Regions from separate parts of the Mus musculus genome. Here region 2 is linked to region 1. A link is a contact called in public promoter capture Hi-C data. All regions are on one chromosome and are shown on one strand. Each heading gives the region's core, a stretch centred on a gene start, on an enhancer-like site or on the middle of the called end of the contact. The rest is flanking DNA. Distances are from core to core; before and after follow the strand shown.

Region 1 (4,239 bases), core at 743-3,242:
TTACTGAACAAGTCATGGGGGAAGAGGAGCTTCCTTTGGGCAAACAGGAAACTAAGGCTTAGAGAAAGGCGTTTTGAGGTTGCTATCAGCTCCTACTGTATTTCCTTGCCAAAGGCTGCTCGTATGGCTCTCCTCTTTTCTGTACCCATTCCCCTCAAAAAAGTCTGGTTCTGGGCTGGCGAGATGGCTCAGCAGGCAAGAGCACTGACTGCTCTTCCCCAGGTCCTGAGTTCAAATCCCAGCAACCACATGGTGGCTCACAACCATCTATAATGAGATCTGACGCCTCTTCTGGCCTGGCTGAAGACAGCTACAGTGTACTTACATATAATAAATAAATTTGAAAAAAAAAAAAAAAGAAAAAGTCTGGTTCTGGTGGCACTCCCCTGCCCCAACCTCCTCCCTCCCCCACTCCTGTTTTCTCACTCCCCAGTTCTTGGTGGCTGCTTCTTCCTCCAGCTTTCTATCCAGGTCAGACTCCCTACTTGCATGAGACCAAGGGGGAGGAATGACTGGGGGAGGCTCCCCTATACCCTATGAGCTTACTACCCTTCATATTTTCTTAGGCCTGTCTTTCTGGCACCCAGCTAGGGCAAGGACATCTTGTGACTTCTGGTTGGCACTCACTCCTTTTCCATGAAGGGGTACTGGGCAGGTAGGACTGAAGCCAGTGGCCAGTAGATTCAAAGACCCGCCCCACGCCTCCCAGAGGCTTCCAGAGATCTGAAACGGCCAGAAAATGGGCTCTAGGTCCGCTTGGCACCTCATTTAGGAACAAAGTATTAGGTTCTACCGGAGACCTCAGGGTTGATGCTCCTTAGTAGGTCCTGGGGTACAACGGAGAGGTCCTGGGGCAGAACCCCCCTTTTGCCCTCAAGGATATCCTCAAGGTCACTGGATGAGTCACCTGCCAAGTTTCCTAGCAGTTAAAGACACTGTCTCTCCTATCCCCAACTCGAAGTGGGAGCAGGTCGGATATTAAGTTGCTAGGTATCTGAGCAACAAGTGGCTGTCACTATGGTCTGTTTCCTCCTTCCACCGTCCCTCCTCCCACCCCTCTCCCCATCTCCATAGGCTCCATGCCAGTTCCCGCCCCACACGTGATGATGAGTGTTGGGAGGACAAAGGAGACCTTCCTATCCGGGTGGGGACAAGCAGGGAGGAGGAAGGAGTACAGCGCGGGAGGGGGGAAGGAGGGCATGAAGTCACCCCGCAGGCTCGCCACCCTGAAACAGTGGTCCGCCTGTGTCTTCACTACGTGGCCCCTGCCTCACCCACTCCCCGGGGGCACATCCCACTCCGTAGGATCTTCACCACACAGGCGGCTAGGTCTCAGCCTAGGAGGTGGGAGGGTGTGCAGGGCGGGCGAGGCCAGAAGAAGCTTAGCGAGCGCAGCAGTCCCGGGGACTCAGAGAGGGCGGAGGCGCTCGAGGTCACACAGCAGCCGAGCTGCGGCTCCAGCGGGGACCAGGACCCCAAACCCTTGACTTCTGGTCCCTTTCGAGGGCCTCGCAGACTGGAGAATCCGGGAAGAACACGGCTCGGGCCTGATTCTGACTCGAGCTCCGCTACAGAGAAGTCGTAGCAAGCTTGGGGGCGGTGGTCCAAATTCTCCTGGGCTGGAGGTGCAAGGCCCCAGGCTGGGGCGCGGGTACCGGGCTTCACGCACCCGGGGAGCACACGCACTCACCGACTCGGCCAGCAGGAGGCGGCCTTTGAGAGAGCAGAGGAAGGCGCGCGCGGGCAACAGGGCTCGGAGTCCCGGCACTGTCCTGCCACTTCGGGGGCCATGCGCGGACTCTGGATCGGGCTCTGGCTCTGCGTCCGGGGGCCACATAGCGGCGCTATCTGGTCGAGCCTGGGCCTCACTGCCTCACCCACCGCCCTGGAGGGAAGCGGAAACCCGCTGTGCGGAAGAAGAAAAAGTGGAGTTAGACTAGGCCGGGGACTCATCCTCCGCTGTCCCGCCCACCTCCCCCATCCCCACCCACAACTGCCCCTCGAACCCTGCCCCGCCCATCCTCCCTCCGACCATTCTCTACGCAGCCCCCGTGTTCCGTGGACGCTGCCTTACCCATCCGTCCTGTGGATCCTCCCATCTCCTCCTCCCCCACTCCCCCTCTGCCTACGTCCTGCCCATATCCTGCTCCATCCTTCCAACCACTCCTCATTGCCCCTCAGATGTAGTCCAGTCTGTCTCTCTCTGTCTTCTCTATTTCCACTTACTTCCTCTGCCTCTTCACTAGCCTTAGGATCCTTCCCTGCACCTTGTCCTTTCATTCTCAGTTCCCCCTCGATCCTGTCCCGCCCACCAACCCCGGCGCACCCCACAGTCCCTCCGACCCTGCTCTTCTCACTTCCCCACCCATGAATCTTTGCACTACACTGCCCCTCCGACTATCCTTGGCCCTCTATCCTCCGGTCACTTCTCATTCTTCACCCCCTCTACTGCCCCCCCCCACCTCCTTTACCTGCCCCACCTATCTTCTGCCCCATTCTCGCACCCCTTCCCATGCAGCCTTCTAGCACCTACCTCCCCACCTCCCGCACTCACTATTTCTGCTACGTCCCGGGGTGACACAGATTCTGTACCCAGATCCTCCCAGTCCCCTCGCACTCCAGCTCTCTGTTTGCTCTGTGTGGCTGGCCTGGAGTCTTCTTTTGTCGTTTGACTCCTTACCCCCCCCCCCCCCCCCCCCGTCCTGACTGACACAGACCCACTTATCTGCCCTGAGCGCCCCCTAAAGCGACCACCTGTCCTTGCTCAGCGGTTCTGCTCTTTAAGCTCGAAGTAACTTACTGCCTAGACAACTCCAGGACAGGGACACTGCCCCCATACCCCACCCCCATCTCCGCTAAGTCCTCTCCAGGCTTGGCTCTAACCAGGCGAGATCAGTTCTTTCAGAGTGCTTTCCCCTTCTTGGCTCCTCTCAGAGTTTTCCTACTACTTCCCAGGCCACCCTCCCGCTAGTTCTTGGCTTGCCCATCTTCCTCTATTTTACAGGCCACGCTCCTGTCAGGCCTCAGCCAGCCCATCCTCCTTCCTGGCCTCTTTCGTTAGCTGCCCAAGGCTTGGGTTCGTTCTGTGCTGGACTAACCAGAGATCTGGAATTATCCTTGTTCTCCCCCACGGCTAGCCCATCATGGATGCTCTCTTAATACCACTAAGTCTGCACTCCTGCCCCATTAACTATCGTGAGGCTCTTTAAGAGACTAATGCTTTCTTCCTTGTCACCCGGATGCGCTAAGATCACTAGTCATGATCCCTCCCACTGCACCCTCAGGAAAATTGATGCTTCCTCTTGCCACGGGGACTTTGTACATCTGTCCTTTCTAACAGTGTGTGTGTGTGTGTGTGTGTGTGTGTGTGTGTGTGTGTGTGTGTGTGCATTTTCTTGTGTCTGGGTGCTGATAGAGACCAGAGGTGACTGTAGCTGTTTTTGGCTACTTAGTGGGTTCTTCTTTCTTCCACCCTTCTCCATACCTTTCCTTCCACACTTTCAACCCTCTAACACTAGATAAGAGAGAAAAATGGATAGAGAGGAAAGGAGAAAGGAAAGGAAAGAGATCCCAGAATAAAGTCAGGGGTTGGAAAGGGGCAACATTATTATTAGTCCTTCTTGCTGATTGGGGCAAGTTTGAGCTTTGCTGTCAAGATAACTAATTTTTTCTTTGCTCATATCTATTTAACCAACTGCAGCCAACACCAACCAATCAACAGCCCACCCTGCTTCTTGGGATCCTAGCATTTATACACCCTCTGAAAAGTTCCCAGAATTCCAAACGCCACACAAGTGCCTAAACTATCTGCAGCTAGCAAAATCATACTCCGCCAGAGCACGAGACAAATCTCAGTCAGCTGCTGAGGATAATCTGAAGCATCCCCCATATCCCACCACTTGGGATTAAAATAAAAACAAATCCTTAGAACTATTTCTGCGTTTTCTAAGGAAACCAAAATTCCAGAATTCTCACTATGGGTGACTGTCCATATTATTTCTTGAGAATATATATCATTGAACTTGGAACACATGGGATTTCCACTAAACTTACTTGGTCAATGAGCCCCAGATGTTCTGTCTCTGCCTTCCCAGAACTAGCATTGCCACTATATGGGATCCAACTCAGATGCAACTGTGGTCCTCAGGCAACAAGCATGTGATTACAAGAGCTGTCTTTCCAGCTTCTGCTTCTGTCATCTTCGCCTGATGAAGGCTTTCTCTACTGATAGCAAGGCAG
Region 2 (4,239 bases), core at 442-2,941, 1.0 Mb before region 1:
GAGAAGCTGGACGTCTGGAGGAGAGGCCTTACTGACGTTTATTGAGGAGAGCTAACTGCAAGGGGAAGGGGAAACTGGGGGAAAGAGTCTAAGGATGGAACGGTGAGAGGAGAGCGGCGACAGGCAGCTCTTAGGAAGGCAAATCCCCTGAACTACCAACCAAGAAGGGAGACCCACAAGAGAGCAGGAAATGGGAGAGAACCCAGATTTGTGGAATTGGAGCCTAAGTCCCCGCACAATGCAAGACGCAAATCTGGAGACCTAGGGGCTTGGGGGCGGGTCCTCTGCGGGCCGCTAGCCTGGCGTGCGGGCGCGCGAACACACACACACACACACACACACACACACACACACACACACACACACACACACTCACCGATTTTGGCTAAGCTGGCCACCAGGATCCACAGGGCCACCAGGTAGGGCGCCTCCACCTCGTGCCACTGCCAGCGGAAGAGCGCCAAGCCTGGAGGAGGCTCACCCAACGGCCCGGACTCCTGGGTGGGTTCTTCTGTGGCCCCCGCCCCCGCCAGGGGCAACCCGGGCAGAAGAAGCAGTGCGGCGCTCAGCATCTTGCTGTCCTCCGGGCACTGCACGGCCGCCGGCCCCGCGTCGCTGCCGCCGCCGCCGCCGCCGCTGCCGCCGCCTACCCGGCGCCCCCGCGTCACAGGCACGTGGGGCTCACTCCCCCCAATCCGAGCTCCGATACCCCCAGGCCAGGTCCGGACCCCGAGACCCTGCCCAGGATCCTAGCAGTTAGGATCCCCTCCTCCATCTCTTCTAGGTTAATCTCATCTCCGGAAATTCCCCAGCATAACCCTCCTAACCCCTCGAGTCCTGAAACCCACTCTTTCGAGTGTGCTCTCCTAAACCGCCTCTCCTCCGGATTCAGAAAGGTGACCAGCCACCGCGTCCCGGAGCACCAAGAAGGACGGGGGTCTCGGGAAGCAGAGACAAGCGCAGCTACTGCAGAACACCGCCCAGCAGCGGGCCACCCGTCCCAGGTGCTCAGGCTGCGGGTCCCAGTGCTAAGCTGAGAAAACCGCAGGGGGCGGTGCGCTGCCGCCTTCCAGCACGATCTCCAAAACCTGGGACCCCCCTACCGGACCACAGCTGCGCACGCGCACTGGGCACACCCAGAAAGCCTAATGGACAACGGTGCTCTCAACGTACCCAGAAACCTCAAGGCCGGGACGGACCCGGCTCTTTCCAGGCTGAAAAGCTGGCTATTCCTCATCTCTCCAGAGCCCAGAGGCGCCGCCTTCCCTTTCCTTCAAACTACAGGGAACTGTTTGCCTATTCCATGGATCTGAGAGGACCTTATGGAATTCCCTTTAAATTAGGAACAACTTGGGGCATTTGACTCATCTCGCCCCAAACCGAAGAATGTCTCCACTTTTCATTCATCACCCAAGCCGAAAAAACATGTGCTACCTGCCTCCTCACAGTGACTCATCCCATTCTTTTTCGAGAAAGAGCACCCGTCCTCTTTTTTTTTGCCCCCACAGCTAAAGGGGACTGAATCCACCTCTTCTTTCAAATATAAAATCTATTTCCACTTCTTATTCCACATTGAAAGAGATTCTTCTTACTGCTTTCCCCAAATGAGAGAAATGCTTTCATTTGTCTTTCAAGCTAGCAATTAGTCCCATCTCGTCCCTTGAGAGTGGCCCAGCTACCCAGATTATCCGAAGAGATTTACCCCCCCCCCCCCATCTGCCCTAAAAATCCTTACAAAGATCCGCTGCAGCCTCGCCCATACCAAATCTAAAGAAAGTCTCCCCGCCCTCTGCTCTGAGGCGGAGCGGGAGCTCGGGTTTTCCCGCCCTCCTAGCAATGGAACTAACGGGATCACCAGCTCTCTGAGTGGCTGGCCCAAGCGCCGCCTCCGGCGGTGGTTAACCCCGAGCGCGCGCTCGCCGCTCAGTCTTGGCTCCACCCCCTTCCTTGGTCCTACCTTCATCTGGCTCCGCCCCTCGAGCCGCGAGCGTCCGGCCCAGCCTGGCCCGGCCCTAACAGCAAAGTTTAGTCGAGTTGAAGTTGCAGCATTTGCAGGGGACACAAGAGGCGTCCAGCGGTAGCCGGTGGCAGAGCCATGGCGGGCGAGGAAGAGCGCGGGGATGGGGACCCAGTATCCGTGGTAACTGTGAGAGTGCAGTACCTGGAAGACACCGACCCTTTCGCTTGTGCCAACTTCCCGGAACCACGCCGGGCCCCCACCTGCAGCCTGGACGGGGCTCTGCCCCTGAGTGCGCAGATCCCTGCTCTGCACCGACTCCTGGGGGCGCCTCTTAAGGTGAGGGGCGCTGCGGAGGTTGAGGTGGGCGGTGGACAGACAGTGCTTCTAGGAGAGAGATCGTCACGGGCGGGTGCTCGCCTCCAGAAAAGTCTCCGGCCGGGGTCCTAAGGTCTATGCTCCTCTGCCTACAGGGGGAGACTCAAGTTGAGGGGACAGTATAGAAGCCAAATGAGAGTTTGTGATTTGTTCCACTCGGGCTTCCCTTGAAAGTTAGGCCCTCCTGAAGAGGTGCTTGGAGTCCCCTCGCTGCCTCTTTGCCAGGGTTGCTGCTGTGGTTGTAGCGGATTGGGGAAGTGGAGTTGGGAAGGGACAGACTTCCACCTGCTCCAGGTAGTCGGGGGCGGGGCCCCAAAGAGGGGCGGGTTTAGGGAGCAATCATAGAAGGGATCGAGGCTACCGGCTGGGTTGGGTCCTTGGAATACAGTCTCTCCAGCGCTGTTGAAGACTGGAGTCCCAGCCAGGATGAGAGGAGTCCCTTGGAAGCGGCCGTGCGCTCATGGGAGGCTGCCCGGGTGGGAAAGCCCTTTGCGTCACCGCCCCCATGGTCCCTTAGGCCCGCCGCTGGTGGCCTACGCCTGGAAGGGAGGGGGTGGATCAGTCTAATTTTAAACCGCTGGCCTACCCTAGTTGCCGACGTTCCTAGGCCGACTTTGCTCAGTTAGAGAGGCATTTTTCCGTATGTCCAGCAGGACCACCCCTCCCCTCCTGCTGGCCTCCCCTCCACCTCCCCGCAGGCATCCCTTTCCGGCTTGCTTTTTCCGGGCCAGGACTCCCAGAGGCATACACACTACCACCCCCCAGGGTTCCTGACCTGCGGGTTAGCTGGGAGCTGTGAGGGAGATGGGAGGGAGTTGATGGGGTGCCACAATTGGGCGCGGGGTTGCGTAAACATGGCCCTTAGCCCCGGGGTCTCCCCTGGAATGTGCCCTAGGCTCCAGGCCTCTAAACTGCATTCCTCGCGTTGCAGCCAGCCCTGCCTCCAAGTGCAGTCAGGAGGGGGTCGGCGAAACTTGGCCTGGGGAGTGGCCAGTGGCCAGGCAGAGCCCCAGCTCTTTAAGACCACAGCTGGAAGAATGCAGCATACTGCCCACCTCCAGAGTTTTCTGCGTAGTCTACTTTGTGTTCTTCTACTGCTCTGTTCAGAGGGGTCTGGAGGAAGCTTGCCCAGTCTGAGGTCACCTGGCATTTAGTATACGGACTACAGAGAAAAGGGTGCAGAATTGCAACTGTTTAGACAGACCAGGGAGAAAGGGGTGTGGAACTGAGTCCACTTACCCGCAATACTAATGAAAATCCGTGGCCAGGAATAAGGTGATGACGGAGACGGTAGCACTTTGCCTAGTATGTGCAAGGCCCTGGGTTCGATCCCCAGTATCACAAATCCATGCATGTATAAGGCTAGAGAGCAGACGATACTTCTCTTACTCTAGACCCTTCTTCACAGTGGGACCAGGCCTGGCGTGTTCAAAAACGAGATTCAGAACCTCTTCTTCATTTAGAAAACTCATTGCATGTTTTTATCTGTACAACAAGGCCCCTGAGTTCAGTGTGCGTGGTGTGTGTGTGTGTGTGTGTGTGTGTGTGTGTGTGTGTGTGTGTAGAAATATGAATGGATATAAAATTGTCTCCCCAACCAGGTGCTGTGTCCTGTTCTCTGCTCCGTAACTGAGGACACTCCGAGCCCCACCCAGCTCTGTACTTCCTGATCTGACAGGACCATCTTTAGGATCTCCTACCTGCTGCAGGGAGAACTGCCTCTACCCCACCCCCCACCCCCCACCCCGGCTTTGGGAAGGGCATAAAGTTACCACACTGTGTAGAGCCAGAACTCTCTGGAGTCGATAGCTTTGCCAGGAATGGTCAGATGCACTGTGATGTGCTTATCCCAAATATAAACTGTGACCACAGACTCAAAATAGAAGGCAGGAGGAAGAGGGACT

What was found. Promoter capture Hi-C pulls out the DNA fragments that hold promoters and counts their contacts.
Region 2: a promoter capture Hi-C map of stem cell-derived epiblast-like cells shows a contact between it and region 1, with 5 times the contacts expected there. The contact joins the promoter of Slc9a5 here to the promoter of Cmtm3 in region 1. A contact is called at or near these places in 3 of 39 promoter capture datasets (hippocampal neurons, pre-B cells and stem cell-derived epiblast-like cells) and 1 of 115 datasets of contacts at active chromatin or transcription factors (extraembryonic endoderm stem cells).

The regions. Positions count from the first base shown.
Region 1 is chr8:104,338,347-104,342,585 of GRCm38.p6, reverse strand. Cmtm3 (CKLF-like MARVEL transmembrane domain containing 3) reads right to left here and starts at 1,992. Exons shown (of 5, transcript NM_024217.3): 1 at 1,691-1,992. The coding sequence starts at 1,837.
Region 2 is chr8:105,345,710-105,349,948 of GRCm38.p6, reverse strand. It overlaps Slc9a5 (solute carrier family 9 (sodium/hydrogen exchanger), member 5), which reads right to left and starts at 1,691. Exons shown (of 16, transcript NM_001081332.1): 1 at 377-1,691. The coding sequence starts at 572. It overlaps Fhod1 (formin homology 2 domain containing 1), which reads left to right and starts at 1,979. Exons shown (of 22, transcript NM_177699.4): 1 at 1,979-2,296. The coding sequence starts at 2,096. Gm46049 (a long non-coding RNA gene) reads right to left here and starts at 4,179. Exons shown (of 4, transcript XR_003947441.1): 1 at 4,108-4,179; 2 at 3,575-3,754; 3 at 3,111-3,497; 4 at 2,293-2,874.